Regions from separate parts of the Ovis aries genome. Here region 2 is linked to region 1. A link is a contact called in public Hi-C data. All regions are on one chromosome and are shown on one strand. The core of a region is the stretch at or near the end of the contact, and the rest is flanking DNA. Distances in the headings are between cores, read along the strand shown.

Region 1 (4,989 bases), core at 659-3,158:
GTTACAGGTATTTTAGGTACTCGCAGCTCAGTTTTCTCAGCTCCTCTCCGTAGGAAGACACTTAGGGAAACCACGCAAAAAGAAGGCAGGAAACTAGGCTTCCTTCTCCCGCTCCCAGGACCAAATGACTGTCCATCAGACAGATTTGCCAAGTAATGGCTGAAACTTCCTCCAACTTTCTGGAGAAGGGACAGCGCACATCTCAGTGGCCCTTCCAGGTGGGCCGTTGGACCTGCCCCCCGTGAGCGGCACCAACAAGCGCCTTGTCCTCGACCTCCTCTCCCGGTGGAGCCCCCCCAGACCCCACTGCCTGAGAAAGCTCGTGAGTCAGAAGAAGGAGCCGAAAACCAGAAAGAAGTCGGTGACTGTAACCGCCAAGGTCAAGGGCACCACCGGGTGCAAAGAGGAGGCTGACAAGTGCCTGAGTGGGCAGAGAGACCCACAGGGGACGGCTCCTGACAGCGGGGGCAAGACCCCCAACCTCACAGCTCGAAACGTGGGACAGCACAGAGCCACTCTTTCTTTTAAATTAAAAAACAATTGTTGGGGCCGCATCGTGCAGCTTCCCTGACTAGATTGACCCCAGCCCCCCTGCCTTGGGAGCATGGATCTTAACCACTGGACCACCGGGGAGCCCGCAGGACCACCTTCTTTTCTGCTTTTATTAACTGACTCAAATCTGCCCCAGGAAGCATGTAAAACCTCAGCGACCTCAGCACAGCCAGCTGACAACTCCAAATCCTCTCTCCCACCCCTCTCCAGGGGAACTGGGGGGGAAGATCCTACAAGCGAAAACAGCCAGCTGACAACTCCGAATCCTCTCTCCCACCCCTCTCCAGGGGAACTGGGCGGCGGGGGGGATCCTACAAGCGAAACAAACATAAGTGCTGCGAATAGCCACCTCACATAGGAACCTCCCGGTCTTTATTAGATGTGAGATTTGCAGTTCTGGAACACGGAATCTAGAAAGTGGAGCCAGACCCCGGAACACGTTGGTTGCAGACCATTCCTTAATGTCGGCGAAGAGAAGCCAGCTGGGCCTCCAGGGAACTCCAGGTCTACCACTTAAGCCTGTGAAGGAGGTTACTCTTTGCTGTTTTTTAGCCTGTCAAATAGGAGAAGGCAACGGCAACCCACTCCAGTACTCTTGCCTGGAAAATCCCATGGACGGAGGAGTCTGGTGGGCTGCCGTCTATGGGGTCGCACAGAGTCAGACACGACTGAAGCGACTTAGCAGCAGCAGCAGAAGCCTGTAAAATGGGAATAACAGTGTCTATCCTAAGGGGCACTTTTGGGGGGGGGCGTTAAATGAGATAGTTTTTATAAAGACTCTAACAAACGCTGGTGAAAATTAAGGCTGAGACTGTACAAATGCCTGGCTAATAAAAAGTTCGGAGAAGGCAATGGCACCCCACTCCAGTACTTTTGCCTGGAAAATCCCATGGACGGAGGAGCCTGGTAGGCTGCAGTCCATGGCGTCACTGAGGGTCGGACGCGACTAAGCGACTTCACTTTCACTTTTCACTTTCATGCATTGGAGAAGGAAATGGCAACCCACTCCAGTGTTCTTGCCTGGAGAATCCCAAGGACGGGGGAGCCTGGTGGGCTGCCGTCTATGGGGTCGCACAGAGTCGGACACGACTGAAGTGACTTAGTAGTAATAAAAAGTTAAATTATATTTCCAGCCTTCCCAAACCTGAATACTCTGGGTTTTGTGGCTGATATCAGTTCAAAGGTGTATGCTTCCTTTTAAGCTGCACAGCTTTCTTAGAGTTGGTAACAAGCTTTTAGATTAACATCGTGTGAAGAATGTTTCCGTTTCCATCGACTCAAAGCCTCGCCAAAGAGGCCAGAGCTCTTGCCACGACCAAGGCCCCGGGAGGCGGCTGGTCCTTAAGCCACGAGCGCCTGGCGCCACCTAGTGGAGGCCTGGCCCCCAGCCGGTCAGCCTGGAGGCCTGAGTGAGCCGAGGCAGGGCTGCCCCCCAGGCGGCGGCGCCTCCCGAGAGGCCACGTCAGAGAAGTCTGGGAGGAAAGGTGGTGAGCGCGGGCCAGGGCCCTTTCAGGAGCGAGGGGAATTTAGCAGGACCGGAGTGGACGTGCATGGGCGGGCTTGCGGGAGAGAGGAGACAGGCCCGGCGGGGAGGAGGCTGAAGGCCTGTTCCGAGCAGGGCTCCGCAGTGACGGGAGACCCTGCCGGGCCACATCCTGACCTGCCTAGGACCACAGGAAATCAACAAATCAATGAGACAGGAAGTCAGATCTGGGGTGGCCCACGTGGGTACTGACGACGTGTCCTGGGGGGAGGCCCGGCCTGGGGATCCCCGAGTCTGTGCACACCCCCAACACGGGCCGAGACTGGGAGCAGGGCGGCTCTCGGCGGCCAGGACCTCAGGGGCTGGCGGCGCTGCCGTAAGGAACCGTGTTATGGAAAGGACTCCTGAACTGACCCTCCTCTCGTCTGGATACGTCCAGTTCTCCATTCAGTGAATGACGAAGGTACATCTTACCTCCGGTGGGAGCACCCTCCCCGACCCTCAGGGCGTGGTCCCACAGGACCTCGCCCGGGCCCAGACAAGTTCCTGGGCTCCCGGGACACACCTCTCCCTACAAAACGCTCCTCAGAGCCTCGCCTGCAGCACCGAGGAGAGAGTCTGGTGCCACAGTGACGTGCGAAGCCTGGATTAGAGGAAGCTGCCAGTGGGCTGAGCCCCGGCTCCCCCTCGCTCCCCTGAGACCTGCAGGACAGCTGGCCATCTCCTCCCGCTGCTGACTTTTGCCAGAAGGCGCAGCCCAAGGCCCACACTGAGGAGCTACACACCGGGTGTCCCTTTCTGTCCCACCTGCCCTAAAGCCCAGAGCAAAGGCAATGCCGCGCAAGCTGAACTCGTATTTTTGCGCTTGGTGATGGATTCCAGCCATTCGCTTCAAGACGCCTCACTAATGCTTTCCTCATAGACCATTTCTTTTTTAAAAGTAAGTTCCGACTTATACACCTTTGGAAGCAGGCAGCGGGCAAGCAGCAGGCCAGCAGGGAGACGCGCACCGTTTCACAAGATCTGGAAGCAGCCCCTCCCCTCCGCTTCTGTCCTTCTTCGGGCCCCGAGGGGGGCAGGCGTGCCCAGCACGTGGACAGGGGCTGGGAAGGTCTCCGGGACCCTCGGCCGCGCTGCGCCCACACCACCCCGCGCCTCCCCCGCGCTCTCACCTGAGATCTTCACTGGACTCTGAAAGCTGGGCTGGATCTTATGCACGTTGTCATTCTTTAACACCTGATCCAGGGGCGATCTTTCGAAGAAGGTGAGCACGACTTCTGACCTGGAGTACTGGGGAGAAGCATGTTCCTTCCTACACATGTTCCTCCGGCTGGCGGGATGGCCTGGGCCACGTCCCCGCGCCCCGATCAGGGGCTCGGGGAGCTCGGGGGGCTCGGGGCCCAGGGAAGGCAGGATGGGGACCGTGGGAACAACGCAGGCCAGGTCTGCGCCGGCGTTTCACACATCCCCCTCACTTTCCAATAAACTGTGAGCCCCTGCTTCCGCTTCTTCCCAGGGGGAGAAAACACTGGAGCTCCCAGAGCCCAAGGAGGCGCCCTCTCCTTGGCTCCTGGCCCCGCCCCGCCCCCGACGCCTCCAGGAGGGCGCCTGCCACCCACCGGCCCACCCAGCGCCCTGCCCTGCCCTCCCGCCCACACCCCCACCTTGCGCGGCATGCTGATGATGGCCTTGAGAAGCTTCTCCACCTCGTTGAGCCTGGTCTCAATGTCATGGGCCTCCTTGATGGCGACCAGTCCTGGGGTCGAAGCAGAAAGGCCTCCATCAGAGGAGCAGACCAGGACATGGGCTCCCAAATTAAACACAGGCCAACAGGCCGCCTGCAGTGGGGACGCCACCCTGGGGTCGCCCTCCACAGAAGGGCACTCAGCCTCGCGTGGGCCCAGTCCTGCCCTGGGAGCCTGGTCCTCAGCCCCAGTCTGGGTCTCAACGACCCAAAGATGAAGGCACGTGCAGAAGAGGGGCCATCTGAAATCCACAGAGGCCCCAAAGGCCTCTCCGAGTGGGACAGGCAGGCCAGCTCCATCCACACCCTGCACAGTGGGCAGGGCCAGACCCTGGCCCCGCCAGTGTGTGTGGTGGCTGCCGCCAGGGAAGCTGCCCCTCCCCGCCCCCAGTGACACAGCTAAGGCGACCACAGGGCCTTTGGAAATGGAGCCTGTACTAGAGAAGTCATTTAGATGTGGGGTTAGAAGGGAAAAACCAGATCTTTACTCAGAGAAAACCAGCATGGGCATGACTCATGGCACCTTCCGGGAACCTGAGCTTTTACCCCTCATTCCAGCTACCAGACATCCTGACTGGCTACTAGAAAGCACAGTGTTTTGTCTTTAAAATACGAGAGCTAACAGGCGGGAGGAGAATGGGACGACAGAGGATGAGGTGGCTGGAGGGCATCACTGACTCGATGGACATGAGTTTGAGCAAGCTCCAGGAGTTGGTGATGGACAGGGAGGCCTGGCATGCTGCGGTCCATGGGGTCACAAAGAGCTGGACACGACTGAGCAGCTGAGCTGAACAGCACAGAGAGCTGGGGTGCGTTTCCGTCTCCCCGTGAGCCGTGCAGAGCGCCGACTTTCCCAGGACCGGCCCTTCACATCAGCTTCCCAGGAGCAACACGGATTCCCAGGACATTTCACGTGACCCGGGACTCAAACCACAGAGGCTGGCATCCCAGAACTACTTTCAGTCACTGAATCTCAGTTTTCAGAAGTCCCGGTTTTGTTAGATAGGAGAATGGTTGCTCATTTTGCAGGCAACTCACTAGATCCACATTGAGATAAAATTAACTTCCTAAACTGCCTGACTGAAATCCAGAGGCCCCTCGCATCAGCCGGAGTCGAGGATGTCCAGCCAAGGTCAGGAGCTGGTCCCTGAACTTCCTGGAGACAGACCGGTGCCCCTTCACCTGCTGACCCGGGGTCTTCCCCGCAGTG
Region 2 (4,989 bases), core at 1,187-3,686, 210 kb before region 1:
AACACTGAAAACACAAGACCCCGGCCGAAACGTCGCCGAACTGAACACGGGCAGATGGCGACAGGCACAGGGAAAGATGCTCCGCATCCCGGCCGTCAGGGAAAGCAGGTCAGAACCACAGCGAGGCGCCGCTTCGCACCCGTCAAGACGGCCACCATCAAAAAGAGCACACACCCCCCCCACCCCCGTCGCCGCGGACGTGGAGAAGACAACCTTTGTGCGCTGCTGGTGGGAACGCGAAGTGCTGCAGCCACCCCGGAGACCATGAGGGAGGAGGGTTCTCAGCAGATGAACCCTGGAACCGCCACATGGTCCAGATTCCACTTCTGCGCCCAAGGAAAACCAAAAGCACCAAGACCAGACACGCTCCTCAGTGTCTGGAGCAGCCTCATTTACAGCAGCCAAAACAGGGAAGCGCCCAAGTGTCCACGGACGGATCCAGAAGACACAGCATATACACGCGATGGAGCGTCAGCCACGAAAAAGAACAAGACTGCCGTCTGCAACGTGGACAGACGTGGAGGGTGGTATGCTAAGGGAAGGAAGCCAGAGACAGACAAATACTGTATGGTATCACTTATAGGTGGGATCTAAAATAACAACGAGCTAGGGAATATAACAGAAAGGAGACAGACTCTAGATATGGAGAAGACTAGTTAGTGGTTCCTGCTGGGGGGAGAGCGTGGAGGGGCATGGCGGTGGGGGGTAAGAGGCACAAGCCAGCCGGAGTAAAACAGCCACAAGGAGGTACTGAACAGCACGTGGAGCAGAGCCAGCACTTTATAATTTACTTTTAAATGAATATATATAGTGACCTTCACTGAGTCACTGTGTGCTGCGCCTGAAACTCACACTGTGTGTGGACTGTCCATAAGGAAAAGCCCCACAGCCAGGCCCTGGTGCGCAGGCAGCCTGGAAATGGTGGGAGCTGAAGCAGCTTGTCTCCGCCCCCAGCGCCTGCCTCCTCCCTGTCCAGTTTGAGGGTGCCCGCCCGCAGCTTGCAGGTGACACGGGGCCTGTCACACCAAAGCCACCGCCACCTCTTCACCAGCCAGATCCCCTAGTCCTGCTGAAGCCCAAGGGGTGGGGGTCTGTGGCGCCCGAGAAGCCCCTGCTGCACCTGGAGGCCTTCGAGCACACCCGTCACCCGAGGACGTGACGGCTGGCGCCCCGGAGCCTTCTGTTTGCCGCTCGATAGGCAGGCCCTGACCTTCGCTCCTGTGCTTGTTCAGAGGGTGTCTTTGTAACAGTGGTGAACAAAAGGCTAGTTCTGTACCAGCAAACACGAAGCTTGCAGGCCTGAGCGGCCCCTCCCAGCTGCCCTGGGATTCACCTGCGAGATGGGGGCGGGGGGGGGGGGCAGGAAGCCCATTTCCTCCCAGCAGCTCTGGGACTGGCCCCCGAGGGGAAACGCCAGGAAGGGCCGGGGTGCGAGGTGTCCAGCGGGGAGCGCCCCTCACCTCCTTCCTCTGCAACTACAAACGCATCACCCAGCGGTAAGCTGTCTGTAGGGGTAAGCGGACCCCGAGAACATTCGCTGAATTTCCATCCCCAATAATCTTGCCACGTCTGCCTCCAAGGAAAAGGATGACTCCGTTTCCTTCAGTTCAGCTTGTTCAGCAGAACCCAACTGTGATGAATGCGGTCTCCTGACCGCCAGGGTGGAGGGTGGAGGGTGGCCCACCCCGGAGGGACAACCACACAGGTCTGACCATGCCCTTCTGCCTCTGCAGGAGCCCCCCTGCTGGGCGCCTTTGTGAAGGGGGGAAGTTTAACCTGCAGAGAGACACAGAGGGCTGCTGTCTGCCTGGGCACTCTGCGGAGTCCTGCCTGAAGTAAGCTCCTGGCATCATATTCCAGGATGGGGCAGCCGTCAGGCTTGGCGCTCATGTGAGAACCCAGAAGGAGGAATCAGAGTGATGCCCGCGGACCTGCCTGCCTCCGCCCAGAGCCCAGGGGCAAGACAGTCCGTCCTGGGCACCCTGCCTTGAACGGGATTGGCCTCACGTGTCTCCCACATGGGAAATGGAGGCTGGCAAGGTGTCGCGTGCTGGCAGCCTGGGCTCTATCTCACGGCCGAGTAACTGCCACACTCATAATTACATTTAACAAAGTGCTCAGAAGGTTAATGACATTCACACACCAAGTTCAGGAGCTCGACCGAAAGTCACCACTTCACTGAACCCAAGTGACACCCTTGACAGCAGGACACCCTTCCGTGTCGCTATAACCTCAGCACCGAAGCCTGTGCACACGCCCCCTGACCCTCAAGGAAAGGGCAGTTCCCCCCACCTTTTCAGAAAACAGCCCGCCACTCAGTCTTTGCACGCGGCCCCTGCCGGGCAGGCACACGGAGGTGGGGTGGTTCCCAACAAGTATTTGTCATACAAATCAGTGACGTAACCGGCTGGGCTTTCTATGAGGCCTTTCTTTGGACTGGAGACACCGGCTTCTCAGCCAGCAGAAAACCAAGGCCCTTTCTACTCTCCTTTCTGAGACCGGCTTTTCACTGAATCCTAGGAGAGTGGGCAGCACTTGGTGGGGCTGAAGCACAGGCATACATCCAGGGACCCCAACACCCCTCCTTTACCAGGTCCTTTTGTGCGGCTTGTACCTCCAAATCCCCGTTCCCCGTCCCTCCAGCCGCCTGGATGGACCAGGCTTCAGTTCTGCCCTGATTCGGGGATCCCTGGGGGTCAGGGTAGAACAGCAGTCCATCCCAAGTGGACGCCCAGTGCAGGCCACACCTTGTCCAGAGACCCGGGCTAGAGCTGGTGGGTCGTTCACCAGCTTTGGCACGCAGCACCCACCGCAACCACAGTGTCCTTGGAAGACCCCCGTGACTGCCCCGTGGGCGGCCCACACGCACCTGATGACCGTGGGGGTGATCTCTGCACAGAAGAACACGCTGAGGCTCCCCACCGCATGGGAGGCGAACATGCCCACGATGGAGAAGGCGATGGAGAACTTGTCCTTGACACTGTCGCTCATTCCTGGGGGAGAACCGGGCGGTGAGGGGCTGGAGGGCGCGGGGGAGGGGGGAGGGGGCCTGATGGCCGTCTCCCCTCCTCCCCTCTGCCCGGGGTGAGGTGCAGACCCGGGAGAGGAGCAGCGAGTGCAGGCGTGGGAGGTCAGAGCCCTCCTGGCAGGTTCCCCCGAAGCCCCGGGGGTCTGGAGAGGGGCCCAGGCTGACTCTGCCGGAAGCTGAGCACGGGAGTGACCGGCATGGATGAAGGCTGGGGGGCTCCCTGGCCCGGGGCTGCACCCTCCTGTCAGGTCTTCAGGGTCAGCCCCAGAGAGTGGTCTCGGCTATGGAGAGCCTGGCCAGCCTGGCCTCAGGCATGACCAAGACGAGGGACAGGAGCCCCAAGCTTGATTTAGGGGAACAGAAACTCAGATAACCCTGAGAGAGGAACCAGGCGCCTGGAGGGAACCTGCCGGACCGAGTCAGGCATCTTGGCCGTGGCTCGGGGTCTGACCTCACACCCAGGCGGCATCAGGCGGGGGGCGGCAGGCAAGCTGCTGGGGTCGGACGTGGGGTGCAGCCCGTTCCCCGCGAGGATGGTCGGGAGCCCCAGGGGCTCGGCTCGGTAGGCCAGGCTCGTGCGGGCGTGCGCGCAGCCGTGGCTTGTGCGTGCGCGCGGCAGTGTCGCGTGCAGGGACAGCGGCCCGGCAGTTCCCGCGCCCAGGGCGGCGGGCTCACATGCGGGGTGGGCAGTTTCCCTTGGCGGCAGCCAGCCAGGCCTCCAGCGCTCCGGGGCCGCGTCCCTGAGGCTCTGCATCCCAGCAGGCATGGCTGGGCTGGGCCACGCTGCCAGCTACTGCCAGGGGAAGGGGCGAGGGCAGCGTGCAAGCCGGGTGCAAACAGGAGGGGGCAGCCAGGCTTTCTAGAGGCAGGAGGGACAGAGGACAAGTGGATGCGTGTGGTGTCCAACCTACGGCCAACTTCAGCTGCAACTCTTGGGGCGAAAGGGGTGGGGAGAGAGAGGAAAGGGAAACCACAGGTCCGTGAGTCGCTCTGAAAACGCCCTTCCGGTGCAACAAAAAGAGTGTCGTGGCGCGCGCCCGGGGCTCACCTGAGTCTGGGTGCTGGCTGTATTTCCCGATCACTGGGCCGCGGAACCGCAGTGGAGGCGGGTGCAGGCGGGCAGAGAGGGGAGAAAGAGAGCAGGTCAGGGTGGCCGTTATGACCTCGTGTGTCCAGGTGCGGCGGGGCGGCCTCTCTGCCTGCCTGCCAGGCCCACGTGGGCCGCACGGTTGACGCGGCCAGAGAGCGGGCGGGACACGGAGTGGGCCAGGGCCCAGGGCCTCCGGGTGGGCGTTCCACCAAACGGAGCCCCTCCTGTTCAGCGGGGAGGTCGGGGGCCCCTAATGGCCCTGAGGGGCCTGAGGGGGGTGCGGCTCTGAGAGGAGGGGTCTAGGCGCAGCACCCCTCACCCCCTCAAGCCTAAGGGTGACTCTCACTGTGTCCAAAGCCGCTCAGGTCCCTGCGGTCTGTGCTGCGGTACCAAGCTCAGGTTAGACCAGACGGAATCACTGTGCCCTTGAAGCCTGGTCCCGTGGGTGCCCCGGCTCAGGGACCGAGGGGGCAGCTATGAGCCTGGGCTGCCGCTTGCCTGCGCATCCACCCAACCCAGGGGTGCCAAGGAAGCCTCCCCCAAGGGCAACTCGGGAGGCCCCAGCAGAGGACGGACCCCATGTGGCCACAGCTGAAAATAAGACCAGTCTCCCGGCAAGGTGCTGAGGGCATGCAGACCTGCCCAAGTCGGAAAACTGAGTCGGACACTGCGCTGGACTGAGTCCAGAACTGCTCCTAAGTCCAACACTGGCTGTTCTAGAGTCCAGTTTGCACAACAAGGCTGAGGAAGTCCTCAGCCTTTTCCTTCTCTTCCTTCTCCCCTGGACACGTGCTCCCGCCTGGACACGTGCTCCCGCCTGGACACGTGCTCCCGCCTGGACACGTGCTCCCGCCTGGACGTCACACAGGCC

Evidence for each region. A called contact is a pair of places that touch in the nucleus more often than the background predicts.
Region 2: a contact with region 1 is called in a Hi-C map of liver, with 7 times the contacts expected there. The contact joins two enhancer-like sites. A contact is called at or near these places in 10 of 16 Hi-C or Micro-C datasets (blood, hypothalamus, liver and 4 more).

The regions. Positions count from the first base shown.
Region 1 is chr20:49,353,225-49,358,213 of ARS-UI_Ramb_v3.0, reverse strand. PXDC1 (PX domain containing 1) reads right to left here. Exons shown (of 5, transcript XM_027958671.3): 2 at 3,700-3,791; 3 at 3,208-3,325. Among named protein-coding and RNA genes, the nearest start is that of PXDC1, 21 kb to the right of the region's middle. Within about 2 kb of position 1,908, at least 10 of the 54 cell types and tissues checked have an H3K27ac peak or open chromatin away from gene starts, as enhancers often do. A contact at or near this core is called in hypothalamus and liver, where this site is marked.
Region 2 is chr20:49,568,273-49,573,261 of ARS-UI_Ramb_v3.0, reverse strand. SLC22A23 (solute carrier family 22 member 23) reads right to left here. Exons shown (of 12, transcript XR_009597686.1): 8 at 4,077-4,109; 9 at 3,936-3,959; 10 at 2,870-2,993. Among named protein-coding and RNA genes, the nearest start is that of PSMG4, 15 kb to the left of the region's middle. Within about 2 kb of position 2,436, at least 8 of the 54 cell types and tissues checked have an H3K27ac peak or open chromatin away from gene starts, as enhancers often do. A contact at or near this core is called in hypothalamus and liver, where this site is marked.